2 separate regions of the Gasterosteus aculeatus genome follow, and region 1 is linked to region 2. Evidence: chromatin contacts called from public Hi-C data. All regions are on one chromosome and are shown on one strand. The core of a region is the stretch at or near the end of the contact, and the rest is flanking DNA. Distances in the headings are between cores, read along the strand shown.

The links. Hi-C and Micro-C count contacts between places; a contact is called where the count stands out from the background.
Region 1: a contact with region 2 is called in a Hi-C map of skeletal muscle, with 4 times the contacts expected there. The contact joins the promoter of mn1b here to the enhancer-like site in region 2. A contact is called at or near these places in 3 of 6 Hi-C or Micro-C datasets (skeletal muscle and whole body).

What each region holds. Positions count from the first base shown.
Region 1 is chr13:14,421,036-14,424,081 of fGasAcu3.hap1.1, reverse strand. It overlaps mn1b (meningioma 1b), which reads left to right and starts at 1,647. Exons shown (of 2, transcript XM_040195349.2): 1 at 1,647-3,046. The coding sequence starts at 2,759.
Region 2 is chr13:14,356,761-14,360,036 of fGasAcu3.hap1.1, reverse strand. The region is part of intron 1 of LOC120831333 (a long non-coding RNA gene); the gene reads left to right. Among protein-coding and RNA genes, the nearest start is that of LOC120831333, 4.7 kb to the left of the region's middle. Within about 2 kb of position 1,401, at least 2 of the 9 cell types and tissues checked have open chromatin away from gene starts, as enhancers often do.

The sequences.
Region 1 (3,046 bases), core at 398-2,897, 64 kb before region 2:
GTTTGGTAAAGTCCACTTCATTTCCCCCCAAAAGTGCAGAGACGTCTGCCACCAACTTCTTTAAATGTCCACTGTCCCCACTGCCGGGGACATTATAATACGACGTTCTAGTATCACTAAAGAAACTGTCCCTTCTAGTGAAATGGAATTATATTTGTATTCAGTATTCCCAAATGTTGCCTTTTATTTGAAATAAATTAGTTTTGTTAATCTTATGAGGCCAGATTCCCCGAACGCAAACAATCAAAAATAATTGCAGGATCTATTATTTGAAACTATGACCGCTAACGCCAAACAGTTTAAATTTGACACGCGAAAATTGCATGTGAACTTGGTCACTTCAATATTCACCAGGGAAAGAAGGTCCAGGGTGTCTCCGAAATCCACAACCGACTACACTAAAAGACGCAGACAGAGACTCAAGAGCTACAGACGACATGAACACACATTCTTAATTACATAACAATGAATACACCATCCGAAACGTGCCTGAGGAAAAACTCAAGGCTATGGTGTGCAATTAAATGAAATATAAATCTTCTTAAAATGACTACTATGTCTGAATTCCTTATATTCGGATTTTTTAATCAAACGCACGAACCTGAAGATGAACCATTTGCAATATTTGAATATCTTATCTCGGGTTGTTGCACCACTTAACCTTCCACAGATAACTTCGGCCTTTGTAGGCCTGCGGCTAATTAACCTATAAAGTAACTTATCCTAATTTAACCTTTGAAATTTGTTCTATTTCACAGATTATAACACTGAGAGAATGCTATTGACTATCGGAACCGAAGCCCAATATCGTCCACATGATTTAGTTCAGATGGTCTTTTAAGGAGGATTTTCTTCCCGTTGGGACACAAATTCACACGACTGGGGCCAGATTGATTGGACACACACACACACACACACACACACACACACACACACACACACACACACACACACACACACACACACACACACACACACACACACACGCGATAATATGGATCTATTTCCTTCCACCAAGGTTCAATATATTTACGTAACGTATATGATTGGCCATCATATCTCTGCAAATCCATCTACTGAGTACAATATTTACTATATCACCATTCAGCACATACACACCTGAACAGGGTGGATTCACAGTGTTCATTGCGAGACCGTCTCTCATTTATAAATCTTTTAAAGAGCTTCGCTCGTCTTTTCCTTCAACAATCGCTTGTTGTTATTGGTGCAAGTTATCACATTGAGCTTTATGTTGTTGTAATGAAATGTTAATGCCAAACGAAGTACTGATCACTTCTCAGATGAGTGTGTGCAGCGCTAAAGTTTGTTCATAAGGGAAGAGGACTGATCGGCACGATGTTGAAATCCACTTCATTCTCCTGCGGAGGAAACGGGAGTTTCAGAACTGTATCCATCACCTCGATTGTTGTAGACCGCAATTCTGTGGCAAAGAAATAAATCGTTTTGGAAGAAAAAAGAATATTCAAACGTGATGGACGGTTTTAATGTGCAAAATACTGCGCTATTTCGTCAAAAACATTACATTTCAAGTAAAAGCCATTTCTTACGTCCGATTTTTTATTTTTTGCGCAATCCCATGGACCACCTTAAAAGCGTTTGTCCCGCCCTGGAAGCTTTCTACGGGCCTTCTGATTGGCGGAGGGTTCATTGATGGAAGCGGCTGCAAAAATGCAAAACTTGTTGCAGGCTCACACAGCGCCAAGCGGCAGTGCGAAGTGAGAGTGTGTCTGTGAATCGCTCCAAAGTGCACTCAGACCACACCAGGCACGACTCGGCACACGGAGGGACGCGCACGTTAGGAGCGAAACGCACCGCGAGGACTTCAGGCAAAAGGCGCTTCTCTGCGAGGCGCGCGACCGGCAGCGGGCGAAGGATGCTGTGCAGCAGCTCCGTGGTTGTGGAGTGCGGGTAGTGCACGCCGCGCTGCTCCGGGTCCAGGTCGCGTTAACTGACGCTCCGGTTCTCCGGTGCCTGGGTTGGAGATTGTGGACTTTCGATCACATTGGACTTTTGAGCTACATGTCTGCTTGGCAGTTAGCGTGATATTGAAAGACATTAGAAGAAAGTGTTTATTTCAAGAAATCTTTTTTTTCTGCTCTAAGGCTGCAGGGGTAGTTTAAACTATCCGGCTCATATTGGACTTTTTCCTCTTTTTTTCCAGTATGGGACCTTATACAAAAAGTCGCTCCGGGACTTTTGACTTTTGACATTGGACTGGAATAAACAATTAATAGCTGACAGAAATTGTCATATTACCTATTCGATCGCTCCCGATCTTTTAGTTCGTCAAGGAGATGCTTTTTTGTCACGTTCGCGCCGAAGAAAAGCGCACAGAAAAACTTTGGACTATGGTAGGTTACCCGTGCAGCAAGTTAAATAACAGTGTTCTATGTGCGTTTGCTTAATCAAAGACAAAAGGCAGAGCCGTCAAATGCGCGCATAAACACGGGAGCCGGAACACAGTTTGCGTGCGTATTTGGACAGTCTATTCCCTCTCGCGCCCGCGTCCTTGGAGAAGTTGAAAAACAAAAAACAATTGATAAAACGCAATGATTAACTTATTTCACGCGTTTCAACATTTAAAGAATACAAATCAGTTTGATCATTAGACATTTGAACAATTTCTTTATATCTTTTTTTTTCCTTTTGGGGACAGACTGTAAAAAAAAAAAAAAAAACAGACAGTGCGCTGATGTCAGGCAAACTGGCCGTCATGTGGGATTGATTGCAGGGGAGTATGTTTGGGCTGGAGCAGTTTGCTTCTCAGATTAATAGCAGAAACCCTCGCCAATCAGAGAGAAACATAAACCTATCGAGACTGAACATGGGCTCTCATTATAAAAGTCCGGGTTTTCACGCTGGCGGCCCGCCGGGAGCCGTGGAACCCGGCATGGGCTCTCTGAGCGAACCGCAAATGCTCGGGCTCAATATGAACATGAACGGAGAACAGTACGGGGGCTTTCACCCGCGGGGCCACTCGGACATGCATGCAGGCAGCGGACTTCAGCAGCAGCAGCAGCAAGGA
Region 2 (3,276 bases), core at 152-2,651:
ACCTTTAAGCCTCCCGATACGACCACGTACGCCTCTGCAGGCCAGATGGACGTCAGAGCCTTGCTCAGGGGTGTTGTGTCAGTGGTTGTTGCCTGCTTTACCAACAGTTTTCCAGGCAGTCTGGCAATTCCAACCATCGGCACTTTGTGCACAAGCCAGCTTCTCTGACCTCTGGACCTCCGCCGGCCCCTGAGCACGTGGTACAGACACTCGGTTTGGAGACTAGCTGTGTTTATGGAGATTGAGCACTGATCTCTGTCTCCCCAGTGGAAATGAGTATATGTGGTGGTATGGAAGAGTCGTTACGGACTCTGTCTTTTGTTTTCAACACCCTGCTCCCAGGTGGTGACAGCCCGCTGCTAAGTGCGGTAATAGCCAATTGATTTTGTTCTCTTTTTTTTTTTGTTGGTGGCGAGACATAAATCAAAGCGTCTGTCAGGATCTTGATGTAGTTGGGAGGGTGTGTGTGTTTGTGTGTGTGTGTGTGTGTGTGTGTGTGTGTGTGTATAATGGGGGTAGTGAGGGTTCTGTTTGGACTGGGATAGTGTCAACAATTAATCCGGCCTCTGATCTGCAGGCCACAGCTTTCCTGACCCTCAGTCACAGTCCAATTGGGACGGCAGCCTAAAATGGCTAAAATCAACACATTAAATCCATGCGCTGGTTCCAATAGATTTTTACAGCACCATTTCAAGCCTTTAACAAACATTTAGTTGATTTTTCATACTTTATAGGTACAATCTAATCAGATGTGTCTTTTTGCAACACAAGCTTTATGTAATGTCTTGAATCAACTTTAAAAAATAAAATAAAACTCTCAGGTGCTCCAAATCCTCCCCTGCCTCAAGAATCCAAGACATAGGGAGGGAGGTGGGATCATAGAGAACACAAATGCGAGCAACACTGGAACCATGTTAATCCCTTTAATTTAAGTATGGTAAATAGGGTCGGAGCTTCCTTCTAAACAAAACACAGTATACAAGAGTTCAGCAGGCAGCGGCAGGGGGAGCTTCAGATGTAGGCAGGCTACCCGGTGGGATGCCTGGTGGTCTCCTGGGATACCTCCCAGCTCCCAAGACCCCTACTGAGTCCCCCCCCTCTTCCTCCTTCCCAAAGGCTATCCCTGGCCCAGCACTAGCCCGCGGGATAGGGTGGAATGGCCCGGACAATATGCCTGAGACAATGGGCTTTGAACCACACACACAGTAAGCCTATGTTGCCAGCTGTAGCCATTCCGATGGAGACCTAGTACGGGTGCGGAGGAAGAGGCGGAGGAGGAGCGGGTCGGACTGCGTTTTATGTCTCAGGAGTATTAAACAGGGATCTGCCAAAGCGCTTTGTGGCCTAGCATGCTCAACCCTGCCGAAATGGTTCTGCGCAGCAGTGACCTGCTAACCCAAGCCAGACTGACACCAGCACCTCCTCCACTATGAAAGAGAGTGTCTGTTCCCCGGGATGAACACGGGACAGAGGGGGGCTGGGGGAGGATGCAGAGGGGGCTGAGAAAAGGAGTATGTTTTTGAAACAGTTAGACAATCTGTTTGGATTAGGCCCACTGCCGAAGAGACATGGAAATGATGGGCAGCCTGGACGAGGGGAGGAGAGGAAAAGAAGAGGGGGAGGAGGAGAGGAGAAAGGGGGGGTGAGACAGATGTAGAGGAAAAGTGGTGGTGGAGGGGTTTAGAGGCATGAGGGGGAGTTGAGGAGAAGGGTCGCAGCCTGGAATCTCAGGATCTAAGGCCCTCTTGGCTTGATGGTTCCCAGATGTTGAAGCCCCCCCCCCCCCCCCCCCCTCCCCGCGTGCCCCTCCTTCCCTGCAGTGTTGCTCTGCTGTGGTGAATACACAGGAGCCCAGTTAGCCATGCAGGACAGATGGGTCAGTGGCTGTGTGGAGATGGGCCTCCTGTGGACCAGGGGAAATGAGAGGCGAGAGGCATCTCCTCCCAACAGCCACAGGCCAGAGGGGGCAGACCTGGCTATGTTTTCTTATCCTCTCTCCACCACAGGCAATCTCAGATGGTGAGGGATGTACATGTGACCGTGTGCAGATGTGTAGATGTTGTGTCTTTGAATATATGCGTTTAAATGTATGATCTGGGTTTTGCACAATGGCCACAGGCTGCTGCAAAAAGGTTTTCCAATGAATAATGGTGGTAAGTCGCAGTCTGCAGTGTGTATAGTGTGCTTCGGTTTCTACATCGCAGACTGCAAAAATGAAGGTGGCTGGTCAGACTGTAGCCAGTGCTGAAAGTCTGGCGCTCCTAGATTTAGAGCCCCTGGCTGCAGCCCACCATGTTTCAGCATGACGGCGTGTTCTCGTCCACCTATCTGCTGAAATGCTTACAGCAGCCTGGCTGCAGGAGGGTAAGCAGAAAGTGTCTGCGGCCGTATTTTAGCAGGGAGTTCACTGGCCACCGAAACACACATTTGTCAACGCATTAAAAGGTGTGAACACTCTAACAAAAGGCAGTGTTCTTGTCACACGCTGAGCTCAGAGGTGTTCTGTGTGGGGAGCTGCATTTATCCAAGTGTTCTCATCCCAACTTCGGGAGTCAACGCTGGGTGGCTCAGACACAGTAAGCCCCCCTAGTTAGAGAGGGTTTGAAAGGCTGTTGTATCTTTTAATTGTAAATTGAAGTGTTCACACACATGTCGGTTTCTGGACTGAGGAGTTTCTGTATCCTTATGGGCGCTTTAAAACCCATAGGCACACGCAGGGAATAATTCACAGAAGCCCTTGCTTAATTTGTGGTCATGGTTGCCAGATATGGAGAGAGACATTCTATCTCCCTGGAGAGGGTTGGATATCATCCTCTGGATGTGGTGGGGGGAGGTATCTTTGGAGCATCTTATGGCTATTACAAGAAACCTGGGAATGGAAAAAATGCTTGTGTGTGTGTGTGTGATGTGAAGGAGGGAACGATTTGGGGGAGAGCTACGCTCAGGATTACACAGCTGGCCCATGTCACTCGTTGACCCTTTCCCCGACGTATCCTTCACAAAATAAAAAGTCTAGACTGTGCTCTGCGTCTCGCCACTTCGCAGAGATGGACAAAAAGGCGTACGGAGAGAGAGGCAAGATAAACAAAGCGGTAACTTTCTCTTTCCCTTAAGGACGCAGTTCAAGAGACAGCCTCTTCAGGGCAAGACACGGTGTCTATTTAGGCCATTAATAAATAAAGAAAGTCAATAGCGCCACCAAAGCAATAGATATCCCACTATTACTTATTTAACTACCCTTCTGAATTATTTATTGTTTATTCCAAATGATCTTTT